2 separate regions of the Zea mays genome follow, and region 2 is linked to region 1. The links are chromatin contacts, called in public Hi-C maps. All regions are on one chromosome and are shown on one strand. Each heading gives the region's core, a stretch centred on a gene start, on an enhancer-like site or on the middle of the called end of the contact. The rest is flanking DNA. Distances are from core to core; before and after follow the strand shown.

Region 1 (6,876 bases), core at 1,296-3,795:
AAAGAGACCCGTCCTTAGTGGACTCCTCAACGGGGACTAGGCCTTCGAGGGCCGAACCTCGGTAAAAGAAATCACTCGTGTCTCGTGTGCTTATTGCTTGTGATTTGTTTGTTCTTTCCCTTTCTAAGTTTTTCTTACACTATTCTTTGCTAATGCTATTTGGTGTTGCTTTAAGTTAAATTCTCATTTAGTGAAGCAACACCTTGCAAGAAAGAACTTGTGTTATTGCTCTTCTTATCTAAGCCCTTGTGATTTATTCTCATAGACTTATTAGTAGTATTGATTTATCAATTCCGCGTTATTTGAAAGCAATACTCCTTACAAGCGAAGGACTTAGTTTTTATACTCCGACAATTGTGTATCTTGTTCTAACCACTAATCAAGAGATCTAGTTGGGGTGTAAAGTTATAACTTTCAGGTTTTGCCTATCCACCCCCTCTAGGCGACTTTCAACCCTGCAGTTGCCTCCATCACCACTCCAATGATAATAGAGCAGATGTTCTTCCTGCATACTAAGTAGTGCAAGCAATCGGACAGACCCTGGCAGCCATGCAACAGGTAAGAGAGAGATAAAGGTTAATTAGGCACTAGGGTGGCGCCGTTTTGCTTGATTGTTGCTCCAACAGAAACGTTGCAAACAGCGAGTCGCATTTGCGACACCACGACCAGCCCACTACCCGCCCAAGAAGAACAAGAACGTGATAGAGCTTTAATTTGTATCAACTTTTATTATTTTTATAATATTTTATATTTATAGATTATAGTTATAATAGTCTAAACAACAGGTTTTAATCCGAAGCGGGCGACTGAATGCATTAGAAACCTGCCTCCTTTCCGGTTTCCATCGAGGATTACTCTTTAGAACCACACCAAGTCCACTAGCCGATAAACGCGGCACCTGCGCTGCTAAGGAGAGCCGAGAGCACTTCGGACTGGGGACGCTTTTGACCATTTCTTTTCTGTTCCCGTTCATACGTGAGGAGTTTCATTGAATTAAAGTGTGTTTGTTCAGTGGCAAACGGAGCTAGAAAAAAATCCGAAGATGGACTAAACTAAACCGCTACAATATAGAATTTCCTTCTATATTAAACAATGCGCTACCTACGTTCTTGAATATTTGATGTCCGCTAGTTTATTTTTGAACTAAAAGACGACAAATAAAAAAACAGAGGAAAAATATTTTAAATTTTAGGGGAGGCTCTAACGAGGTTCAATAGGCTCGGGAGTGATAGGGGCTCGAGCCTCGTTCGCCTCACCGCTGCCTCCATCCCTTGTGCATGAATTATACTAGAAACGAACTTTCAGTGCAAACAAAAAAAAAGAACATCATATGTCTCGTAGCACAGAGTAAGAACTTCATATGTCTCGTAGCAGAGTTTTGGCTTCGACTTTCTTGTAGGAGCAGCTCTTCCATAGGCGTTAGTGCCTTTTTAACAAATTGTTTGGCAAAACAATTCATCTTTTTTTTATTTGATGTGTAAGGCAAATGTTCATAGTACATCTGTATAGCCATTTGCACGAACACTCGTGCGCTTACGGTTTGCACCAAATGTTTGGTTTACACCTGACCTGTTCCCAACTATATGTAGGGGATGAAGCTATATCTAGAGATTATTTTAGAGAACACCATTAGAACATGTATATGAGGAGAATTATCTCTAAATATAGGGTATATGACTCTTTAGAAAAAACCATTTGAGATACTGTAATCTCCCATCTCGCAAACATTATGGTGTATGTGTATGTGTATGTGAACCAAACACCAACTATGTCTGAACCATTGACATTAAAGTTCCGAATTGGCTGCGCCCTCATCCAGCTGTTCAACTCCTCTCTTCCTCCTGCGCCGTCCTAGTACTATTTTTTAACCGAACTGGATGATGGTGTCCAGTGCAAGCGACACAAGCTTCTCCGGCGCCAAAGCCTCTGCAGTTGGTCTTGGTCTTTTCATCTCAAACCTTTTGTTTTATGCTGCCCTCTAAGCTCTTGTCTTCATGATGGCAAGCAAGTTACCTTTATCTTTCCGTTGCATGCCTCATGCGTGCAAGATGAATCAGCTCTAAGAAGACATGCATGATGAATAATCTGCCTCTCATTTTTATTACAAATATTTACACATAAATATTATTTTGATAACATTATTAGAAATTAGGTTGTCTTCGGTGTATCGTAAAAAATAGGAGATTTACATTGTAGATAACACAATATTTACAGAAAGTGAAGTTTAAAATAGAAGATAAAATAAGAGGATGAGATAGGAGTCGCGGTGGATAGCTTACAGTTTACGAAAAGTTATATTGTGAACCAAATTTATATTCAGAATCAAATAGAGAAAAATTATATTTTAAGAGCTAAGGTGTCAAATAAAAAACCGTTTCTATTTTTTTAATTTTGTCAGTAATAGAGCCTGCGCAAAGGGTCTTTATTCGAAATAACCTTGTTTGGAAGGGTTAATAACGAAGGTGGCACTGAACTCTCCAGTCTTCACAGTTGCAGACTTCAGAGCTCCCAAGATTATTCCTTTCTTCTCAGCGACACCGCTCGATACCTTGCGATCCCAAGATGGCATCGCCGCCGATACCCACACAGTAATCCTCTCCTCGCTCCCCTGTCCCCTCTCTCCCCGCCGCCGACGCCGAGCCTACTCTGTCCATTTCCGGACTCGCCGTCCCTCGCGGGCCGGTTCGGTCCGAGCCTGCGCCCCAGCCGCGCCGGGATCCGCGAGAGAACCGCTTGCCCTCCGTGCTTTGCGGGCGGTCCGGTGACTGGCTTTGGGATTCCTATGCCGGGGGGCTCGTGAGCGCAATGGGGCTGTTTGGGTGAACTAGGGCTTGCTTCTGTGAATTCTGTGAGGGTGAGCGGAGCTGTGGGAGGGAGGATGCAGGGGAAGGCACAGCTCTCTGATTCCAACCGGCGGATCATGGAGCTCGACGCGCCGCCACGGCGGGTGTACCAGGCGTGGAAGGGCAGCAACGTGAGGGTTTTTCTCTCTCTCGGTCTGGTTTATGATTCTGCGGTTTTTCTTAAGATGGGTCATGGCTACTTGCCCTTGTTGGTTTTAGTAGGATCAGGGAATTACATGTGAAAAAACAGCGCTTTATGTTGACTTGAGTCAGTACGTGGAGACAGAGACTGTTGAAGTCTTGGTGTTATTTTGGAATTAATTGTAATAGCAGCATAAACATCCAAAAGCTATAGAAGATATTCTGGTCTAGGTGATGTTTAGTGTTTGCTGATGCGTGTTATATTGGCCACTTGGCATATAAATAGAGGTTCTTGTTTGTTTATATTTTATGATAATGGGCTAATATCTTTACTGAAGCAGCTAGTGTAGGAACACGTCAAAGACGATGTCTATTTGGCATTGATTTGTTGCACGACGCAAATACAGGAGTGCGATAGAAATTTAAATGCTGAAAAGGATTTGGAATAATGTAGTGCTAAATTTCAGCTGAGGTGTAATTCACAATCTAGAATACTGTTACTGTCTGTTCTTGTTTTCACGTTTCATATGTTGTCCTTTCGGGGGGAAATACTCTTATATTTATGGATTTATGCATATATTGCAAGTTGTTTCTGTGCAGAAAGATATTCTAGAACTCATCAGCATCAACTTTGTTTATTTTGTAACCATCATGTTTATCTTCACCGTAGTTGAAATGTGCTGGCTACTAACATAATAATTGAAAAATACCCAAACTTTAAATACTTATGTTTTTCACTTTTCAAAGCGCTACCTTATCCTTAACGTGTCTTGGAATAAAGCTCATGTTTTTCGTCCATTTTCCTTCTCTGTTCTTGCAGTTATTTTTCCTTGGTGGGAGACTTATCTTTGGCCCAGATGTGAGGTCACTCGTGCTCACAGTATGTTTGATTGTAGTCCCAGTGATCTTCTTTGCTGCCACCGTTTGTCCACAACTTGGTCATGAGTTCCACAGCCAAATTGGAGGTTGGGTGGCATCTGTGGCTGTCATCTTTACAGCATATGTAAGTTTATGAGCTTTGTACAGTCAGTCTCTACAAACTGATCTGTATTTTTTTTCTCCTCTATTTGTTGGATTTCAAATGCAAAGTTACGCATTTGAAAATTTTATCCATCTTTTGGGAACAACAAACATCTGCACTTGCTTTTACCATGTTATAAGTTATACCATAGTTGCCTTGGGGAGATGGTCGTAGGTTCATAGCGATTATGCATATAGATATTGAAATAGAATGAATATAGTGTCTGCAACTTGTTAACTAGTTGAAAAGACAACTGATCTACTGTTGTTCTTGTTCTTCAGATTCTTATTGTTCTACTTATCACATCTGGCCGTGATCCTGGAATTGTTCCTCGAAACACTCATCCCCCAGAGCCTGAAGACATCGATGAATCCTCCAACTTACCAGATTGCCCGGGTGGTCAACAAGGTTCGACAGGTTTACCACCTACCCGGGATGTTCTTGTCAATGGTGTTTCAGTCAAGGTCAAATATTGCCATACATGCATGCTTTATCGTCCGCCAAGGTGCTCCCATTGCTCAATCTGCAACAACTGTGTAGAACGTTTTGATCACCACTGTCCTTGGGTAGGCCAGTGCATTGGCAAGGTAAAGAAATGAAGTGACAAGTATTCATTCTTATGGTCATATACATGAAGGTACCTTTTATAATAAATATAATTTTTTTAGATTGCTGAGGCAGCAGTCACTTGTTAGTCATGCTAAAACCTGAATGATGTAATGGGAAATAGACAGAGAGGAGGGAATGTGGATATGTGCAGTTTATGTTTTCTCCCAATGGTGCTCGCAATATGGATCCTTGACTATTTAATTCTAACTGTGGATGTTACTCATCATGCCCCGTATTCTGTTTTCTTGCAGAGGAATTACCGATTCTTCTTCATGTTTGTGTCTTCAACTACTGTACTATGCATATACGTGTTTGCATTCTGCTGGGTCAATCTCAGGAGAATTATGGACACGCATCAATGCAAAATTGGTAGAGCTCTTTTGAAGTCTCCTATCTCCGGTCTTCTCATCCTATACACATTTATTGCTGTGTGGTTTGTAGGAGGATTGACCTCATTCCACATCTATTTGATTTCTACAAATCAGGTAAGACTATTCTTGAGTAACTGGAGTAACATTTAATTTGCTTTGCAGTTTATTAGCAAGCTAGCAGATTGAAATCTCATGAAAAAAACGTTTTTCAGACTACTTATGAGAACTTCAGATACCGCTATGACCGGAGAACAAATCCTTACAACCTTGGAGTGGGTCAGAATTTCATCGACGTCTTGTTTTCAAGGATACCCAGCTCAAAACACGATTTCAGAGCAAAAGTTAAGGCCGATTCTTCGACCTTCGCGTCATCCCTCAGTATGGGACGGGTTCTAAGCCCACCCAAGACGAGCGTGGACCTTGAGATGGGCATGAAAAGGCAAGCGGTGGCCGCAGAGGACTTTGAAGACTTGCACAGCCAGATCGGCAGTGCTATGGGGCTGGAGAGATGTGGCACCGAGCCGCCGCATTTTGTCGGCCGGAAGGGCTGCTCTGAGATGTCACCTGACATAGAGGCGTTCGCAGAAGAGTTTGGCATGGAAGGTGGGCTCAGTGAGAGGAAAAAGATTGAGCGGCGGACAAATGATGATTCGTAGGAAGTTTCCCACGTCACAAACCACCTCTTCGGCCTTCCTCCAGGCCCCAAACTTGGTAAAAGCTTGCAAAGAAGAAAGTGAAGTAGGACAAAACGGACGGTAGAGTGAATCAGGCATTGGTTAGTTTGTTTTGGGTGTCATTTCTAGCCAAGACTTGAGTTAGAAGTGAAAGATGTTCCTTGACGATATAGAAATGATGAATCCACATCTGGTTTGGACTTCTTAGTCTATGTGATGTATTGGATGTGTGGTGTGGCAGTGTTGCTTCTGATTTTGTTGAAGGTGTAATCTGTTGATTTAACTTGGCTATGCATTCATTTAAGCGATCAAATTTCTGCACTTTTGCGCTAAATCTTTAGATATTGTTCAGATAAGGGTGGATTGAAGGGAATTAAATCATTTGTTACTGAAAATTGAATAGGAAGAGATTTAATCTACATTAACCCCTCTGATTCTCATGCAACTTAGGTAAAATCAATTATTTAGATAATTTTAACAGCTAACTATTAACAATAGTACATTAAAATAGGGTCTTATTTTATCAATAAACAGTATCAATTGTAGGTTTGAACTTTTTTTTTTGGCATAACACTACTTCATTTTCAATTCCTCTTTCATTTTGTGCAAAATGTAGAGGTCTATCGTGTTCTGAAATCTTTGTCATGCTGCGACGCCGTCGTTTGAAAGGCTTCGCTATGGTCTACGAGCCAGCCAGCCAATGCAAGCTCGCCACGACAACGAACAGGTGAGCTCACTCTCAGTCGGTCTCCGCCCACCGCTGCCGCACGCGACGCTGTGCCCAGGAGTGCACCGCACCGCACCTGCCCAGCCGCCCAGGGTTCACGCCCGCGGCCCGCGGCCCGCCGAACCTTCACCGTCCCCCGCCCCGCCTTGCTGAATTCCAAAGTCCAAACCGACGAGCGCAGCGTGGTGACATTGGTGGTCTTCGAAAGTTTTGGGCTGGCTTATTTACTTACGGGACAAGACCCAGCTAGCTCGTAGCCCATTATCTGCTAGTAGCCTGGCAGTTCCGACGCTGCTTGCGGCGGCGCTTGGCAAGGCCGACAAACGGCGACCAGGCAGGCGAGCTCGTCGCCTCGGGGGCAGGGAGGACCGGAGCCCCTCGCCTCGGAGGAAGGGAGGACCTGAGGTAGGCACCTCCTCCCCCTCTCTCTCAACGTCTCGCTGCTAGCGTTCTGTTCGATTCACCAGCTCGTCTGGCCCTCGCTAATCTG
Region 2 (6,876 bases), core at 2,680-5,179, 150 kb before region 1:
CCACCAGCAACGTGGAGCAATCACTAGCACAAGTGCAGACACGAGTGGCGCTGAGTAGAACCAGAGCAACTCAGGCAGGCTAGTGTCAAGGTCATGTGCCGCATGTCGACACCAGCAGAGAAGCTCATGTTACCACTGCTCGCAACCACCGCTGTGCATCTGCCTCCACCGCTGCCGCCGGAGATGCCCAACATGGCAGCAACCACTCACCCCACCGCAACAGGTAACAAATGAGCACTTCTGGGACCGCGGACCTGTGTGGATCGACCTTAGCAGCAACTATGTGGCTCAACCTTCGCTTCCAGGACCAGGAGGCAACAACGCTGCGGCAGATGAACAAGGAAAAAGAGGGAAGGAAGATGGACACTATCTTAGCTGGTGTGAGAAGATAACGACAAGAGAGAGAAAAATGTCAATTATCCCCACCTCTCGTCAAATCAGATGCATGAGTATAACGGTCTTTGCAATTTGCTAGTTAAGAATCACGATTTCATAATCGCAATCGGCCAATATAGACCAAAACGGTGTAATAGACGAAGGCAAAAAATGATACCAATTACCAAGACATATTCAGTGACTAATATCAGGTGCCACAATACAACTTCTGCATGCATGGGTGGTGGCACACGCATGCATGCAGCGCTGGATGCTTCAGCTTCTCCAGCTGAGTTAATGCACACAGAGATCAAAGCAAGTAAGCAACACACCTAATAAAATGAACTCACAGTTTTTGCTGTGTCACCTAATAAAACAGACCGGAGGGAGTACCACCTAATCTCAGTGTCCCACATCAAAACTTGCCTATGGCAAAATAGGCACTCTCTTCTGAATATAAGGAAGATGGCATCCTCATTCTTGCTTCTCAATCATTAAAAACATGATGCAAAACCCCATCCAATCAAAGATAAGGAGTACTTACTCAAACATGGATGCTAGCCGGGTGAATCCACTAAAGGGGCACCATTGAAATCCAAAAGGCTGTGAATAAAGACAATGGGATAATGAGAAATAGGAAACATCAAATCATGACAGGTGGTAATGATGTACCAAGACTGCAAAATGTGTCTTCTAGCGGCATTTTCAATATACCCTCCTTTCATTTTTTATAACATGTAGTTTGAATGTTGAACTTCATGCTTTGACCAACAATTATACCAATGACATCAGTCATGTGCCACAAAGATAGTGTTAAGTTGTCTCCAACGGCTTACCCATCCTATCCCACATCTCATCTCCTATTTCAAACTTTACTCTGACAATAGTGCAATCTACAGTGCAAAACAGTGTTTTGCACGTCCATATGCACAATCTGCTGGAGACAACCTTAGGTTCACAAGAGGTGTTGGACTGCTGACAGACTTGCTAAAAGAGGTCTTGATTATCCTTCCAAGTGCCCATTATGCGATCAAGAAGCTGAAACCTTGGACCATCTCTTAGTGTCTTGTGTTTTCTCAAGGGATATCTGGTTCAAGCTGCTAAGACAAGTAGGGCTGCAAGTGCTCGCCCCATAGCCAGGTTTGCCCTCCTTCATGATATGGTGGGAAGAAGCTGCAGGGTCTGTCAATGGACCTATTAAGAAGGGGCTAAATCTCTCATTGCCCTAGGAGCTTGGATCATCTGGAATCATCGAAACAAATGTATCTTTGATGGTTGGACCCCCACTGTTTCTCTAGCTCTTAGATTAGGTAGGGAAGAGAGATTGATGTGGGAGATGGCTGGGGCCAAGGGCCTCTCTTATTGGTGGTCTCCTCCCTTGATGCTTAGTTCTAAGGGGAAGGTTTTTTGGTCAGCTGTGTAGTGTAGTTTGCTAGATGGATCTTTTCTGGTTTCTGAGTTTTCGACCTCCGTAAGGAAGTCCTTGTACCTGGTCTTCTTTAGACCTTTTTCTCTCTCTTCTTAATATAATGGGGCATAGTTCTCTTGCGCTTTTCGAGAAAAAAGCCTTAGGTTCATATTCAAAATCTCTTGGTGATGATTATGAATTTATGATATTTTAAACTAGTACCAATAAAATATTATAGGGAAATGTTACCATCAAACACGATTTGCACAGTTAAACTACTCCCTAAAAAGAGGGAGAACAAGCTACCAAAACATTGTAAGCCAGCGGCACTACAACACATGTTCTAGTTAGTGCCTATAATATACAAATAACAGACTAAAAAGATGAGTACTCATGAAACAGAATCAACAGAAATGTAAGTTAGTACTTTCATGACCTAAATGTGTATCTACTCAAAGATGTGCACTTACAAGCTCGGAGGTGATATCATAGTTGTCACTGGTCACCCAGCCACCCATATCAATATCAACAGAGGCGCGATGTCCGCTTGCATAAAGCCAGCGACCTTTCTCAATCTTCCGACAGTTAGGGCATTGCATCGCTCCTTTTGCATTGAATGCAGACCCAATACAATCTGGCAACAAAATCTTGATTAGTTCAGCAATCTGCGTAAGGTATCATAATGTATTTTTCATGCACATTATCGCATAAACACACAAGGGTGAGGGGACAGAGACATTCTTGGAGATAAGTGGAAAAAAACTGATGTGACAATAGAACTGTGCTGTTGGTGTTCAAGTTGAACTAAAATTGGTGCTTGACAAAATTGCTAAGGCATGATTTAAAGGTTTGTTTGGGCATCAGTTAAAAATATTCACTTGCATAACTACATGATGAGAAGTTGTGGTTGATAACTGAGGATAATCAGGTTCATTTTCATTCAATTACATATGTAGCAATTTGACCTGTATAAGATTAATCAATTATGTACAGGCGTGTGAGAAAATATTAAATTCAGTGCATATAAATTTCAATGGAGAATTAAAACCTAAGTCCTCAAATCCCTAATCACAATATGTTATTTCGTTGTTCGATCAAATTTTCCAATAAACTCAGAATGTATTTCGCGCTGTAAATGTCAATCAAATGACTTGCACAGGGAACCAATCCATCATTTAGCAAAGTTAGGTATCACAAGACATCAGTTCAGTTTTGCAAACAACCTAAGTCGGTTAAAACAAGCATAAACTTAAAGGATGGGCAGCATTAGAAGCAACTAACAGATCAGATAGAAGAAATTTGAGAAGTTGGGTCATAGGAATTTTAAATTTGCATCACACGAGATGAAGCTCCCATTTTTTTCTAAATTTGCTCTAGGGAAGTACTCAGTACTTAACACAAGGTGTGACCTGAATGGGAAGAACAAGACCCAAAGGTCCGAACCTTTGATGTTGTCCCTGCTTTCAAAAGCCGTTATAGGCCTAATAACAACTAAGCTAAATCACGACAACCCTCAAGGCAACAGGCCAACCGCTAGTGAAGCAACCTAAATTACCGCTAAATCCAAGCCTCGGATTCGCAAGTCAACCTGGAGCTCCAATTATGCAGGAACAGCACTACTTGCTCTTACACGTGCAGTTTTCACTCCCATCAGCATCAGCATCATCAGGCTCACCATCCGAACATGTGTCAGAGCATCTCCGTTATTAAGTCTGAACCACGTCGACGACGCTATGAAATCCTGGAAAACGACACATCAGAATTCCTCTTCTACGCCAAATTCAGCCTCTTTTACGGCAAATTACGCCGGTGACGCACGCTACCCGACCAAGGCGGCCATCACAGGCAGATCCGGATGACGAAAAAACGTAGCCCAGCAGCGGCGCGGGGGATCCGACCTAGGTGGAACTCGTGTCCGCATTGTAGCTTGGCGACGGAGCGACCAGCGCTGCGGGCGAGCACCGCATCCAGGCAGATTGAGCAGGCCGCGGCCCCGCCCCCGCCGCCGTCCCCGGGCGCCTCCGCCGACGACGCTGGCGGTGACCTCTCTAGATCCATCTGCGCCCCGCCCCACCCCCGCTCTGCCTGATGATTCTCTTCGTCGCAGCGGAGGCGCTCGTGGGCGTGGGGGACCGTGAGCTTGCACGAGAACGACAGGACAGGAGAGGGTAGGGACGCTGTGAGCCCTGGGCAAAAAACCCGTAACCCGAAACCCGAACCTGGAATACCTGAACCCGGAATACCCGAAACTCGAATTTTGTTCAGGAATTTCGGGTAGCAACTTGCAAAACCCAAATTTAGTTCAGGTAATTTGGGTATCACAATAGAGTACCCGAAATACCTGAATTACCCGAACTTTCATGTGTCATGTACTCATATCATGCTTAATTATTAATTTGTACATTTATAAATATGTGTATGTGTGCATAACTTGTGATTGTAGATTGCTTGTGTTTTATATGTCCATGTATATCATTATTCAAACTATATTTTTATACTAATTTAATAGGGTGTATGTATTTTTATGAAGCCGACACAATAGTTTGGGTAGTTCGGGAATACCCGAACCCAAAATTTCGGGTACCCGAATTTTCGGGTATTGCAAAACCCGTTGTAATTTCGGGTATCGATTCTCAAAATCCGAAATTTTAAAAACCCGAATTACCCGACCCGAAATTTTCAGGTAACCCGAACGTCCACCCCTACTGTGTCCGAACCGAGAAATTCGGTGTGGCTTCGAGGAATTGGAGGCTTCGGAGAGGGATTCATCGTTATGAAAAACCAAGAGATAGCCCACACTCCAAAACGGACAAGACGACTCCATTACCAGGTAACGTCGATGATTAATCCAGTGATACTCACGTCGTCTCTTATACATCTGTTACCCTCTATTCTCCCCTACCAGGCACCCGCGAGACCCGCACCCTAGCCACCGTTCTTTCCTCTTGCTGCGCAACCCTAGCCGCCGCACCCAAGCCGCCTCACTCAAGCCCGAGAGATGGATCGAACTGCTCCGGTCGTCGTTGTTGCAGAAGCTGTTGATGCTGCTCGTGTTGCGGCTGTTGCAGCTGCGGAGGCCAAATGTGCGGCGTCGGTTGCTGAGAAGGAGGCGTGTGCGGCGGTTCAATCTGCGACTATTGTCGTCGATGTTGTGAAGTATCGAAGATTTGTTGAAGATAACTCCATGGTGGATTCCTTGGTGACTGATTTACTTTCTCTCTTAGGTTGTCTCCAGCAACGTTCTCTATATTCATCCTCTATATCCGTCCTTTACAGTCTCCTCTAAAAGATTTCATCCTCTATATCTCTTTCCTCTCCAACAACGTCCTCTAAATCACGTCCTCTATACTCAAATATCTATATTAGAGACATTTTTATTTTTATTTTTTGTACATACGTATTTGTCATACTCTCAAATGTATTGTACATATTTTAGTTTTGCTAAATCGGTTATTTAAAGTATTCAAATGGATAGAGGACCGTTTAGAGAAACTCTATATATAGATAATCCAGCAGCGTCCTCTAAATTTAGAGGACCGTTTAGAGGACGCTGCTGGAAAGCGTAGAGGACCATTTGATCCTCTATATTTAGGGTACAGAACCCTTTAGGGTCCCTTGCTGGAGCTAGCCTTACTTTGTTGTTGTTCATTCAAATTAGGGTTAGTTCTTCACAAGCATGGTTGCTTAGTCATCCACTTGTTCAACAACTAGTTTAATTTGTACAGGAACATGTTGATTTGAAGTATCACGTTAGCATCAAGAACTCACTCTGATATGCCATTCAAGAGATGAGGAGGCAATCTTCACTGTTACATACCATTGATAGGATGTGTTGCAGTATCCCAGAAGTTGAAGGGGGTAAGGTTGGAAAGCTCGCTGGCCATTTGAAGGAAGTGTGCAAGAGTCTCGAGAAGACTTCAATTGTGTGTGAAGAAGATCTAGAGAACAAATGTCCTAGTTGGGACCTTTATCATCCCCCTTCAGATGTTGAAGACCACCCTAACCTTTCTGATGTTGAGGACCAAGAGGATGGATACGTGTCAGAAGATCCGGAGCTATGGGAAATGGTTTTTGAAGACATGAAGTGGGAGGAGAATAAAGTGGTTGTCTCTTTGTCCGAGCATTGTCGTATTATGGGCTACGACTACGACGAGATTTTTGATCGTACTGTTTGAGTTGTCAACAGTATTAGTATGTTTCTTATGTGGTCCTATAAGCAGATAGTCTGTTTCTTTTGTGGTCATGAGATGAACTTGTAACCAGTAAGTCAGACTTTTGTGATGTCAAGACTATGTACTTGTAACATCTTGATGTGGTTGTCTTCATGTAAGACTATCCATCTGCTACTAAATGGGAACATCAGTGATTTCTGTGACTGCATTCTATGTTTGTGACTCAAAACAGACTGAATTCTCTGTTTTTAGTGATTCTCTGTTTCCAGTGACTGAAAACAGACTGCACTAGCGATTCTCTGTTTTCAGTGACTGCATTCTATGTTTCTGTGACTGCATTTTATTTTTTTTCTGATTGTATTCTTTGTTTGTCACTGAAAAAAGACTCTGAACAAACTGAAAAAGTGGTGTGTCTGACTGTATTAACTGAAAAATTGGTGTTTCTGGAAACAGAATGAAAACATATTGTAAGATTGCTAATTCAAAAAATAGAAGAGCAGAAGAGCTGGATACTTTTCCTTCTAGACCAATCTGTTTTTCTGAACCCATCTAGACCAATCTGTTTGTGACCTCTGTTTTGCAAGAGCACGAGCAGAAGACCTGATTCAGAAAATAGAAGAGCAGAAGAACTAATGCATATGCGTATTGCACAGTTCTGAAGCACACAAGGTTTTGGGACAAACATATATAAACATAGTTCACAAACTGATACAAACAGAGTTCACAAACCGATACAAACAGAGGTCACAAACTGATACAAACAGAGTTCACAAACGACTGATACATTGTTCCCTAATACACACACAGTACTGACTGGCAACAACTGATGAATTTTTGTTCACAAACTGACGACAGAAATTTATGTTGTTCACAAACTGACTGGCAACAATGACTGGCAACAGTAGTTCTACTCGCTTTGCG

The links. Hi-C and Micro-C count contacts between places; a contact is called where the count stands out from the background.
Region 2: a contact with region 1 is called in a Hi-C map of leaf, with 5 times the contacts expected there. The contact joins the promoter of LOC100216604 here to the promoter of LOC100274463 in region 1. A contact is called at or near these places in 10 of 25 Hi-C or Micro-C datasets (bundle sheath, ear, endosperm and 4 more) and 1 of 3 datasets of contacts at active chromatin or transcription factors (leaf).

Annotation. Positions count from the first base shown.
Region 1 is chr4:199,513,700-199,520,575 of Zm-B73-REFERENCE-NAM-5.0, reverse strand. LOC100274463 (putative protein S-acyltransferase 7) reads left to right here and starts at 2,545. Exons shown (of 5, transcript NM_001148822.1): 1 at 2,545-2,974; 2 at 3,805-3,987; 3 at 4,287-4,592; 4 at 4,866-5,099; 5 at 5,198-5,870. The coding sequence starts at 2,879. The coding sequence ends at 5,641. LOC100275453 reads left to right here and starts at 6,383. Exons shown (of 7, transcript XR_004857919.1): 1 at 6,383-6,791.
Region 2 is chr4:199,667,912-199,674,787 of Zm-B73-REFERENCE-NAM-5.0, reverse strand. It overlaps LOC100216604 (putative RING zinc finger domain superfamily protein), which reads right to left and starts at 3,929. Exons shown (of 6, transcript NM_001143017.1): 1 at 3,682-3,929; 2 at 2,254-2,417; 3 at 920-978. The coding sequence starts at 3,841.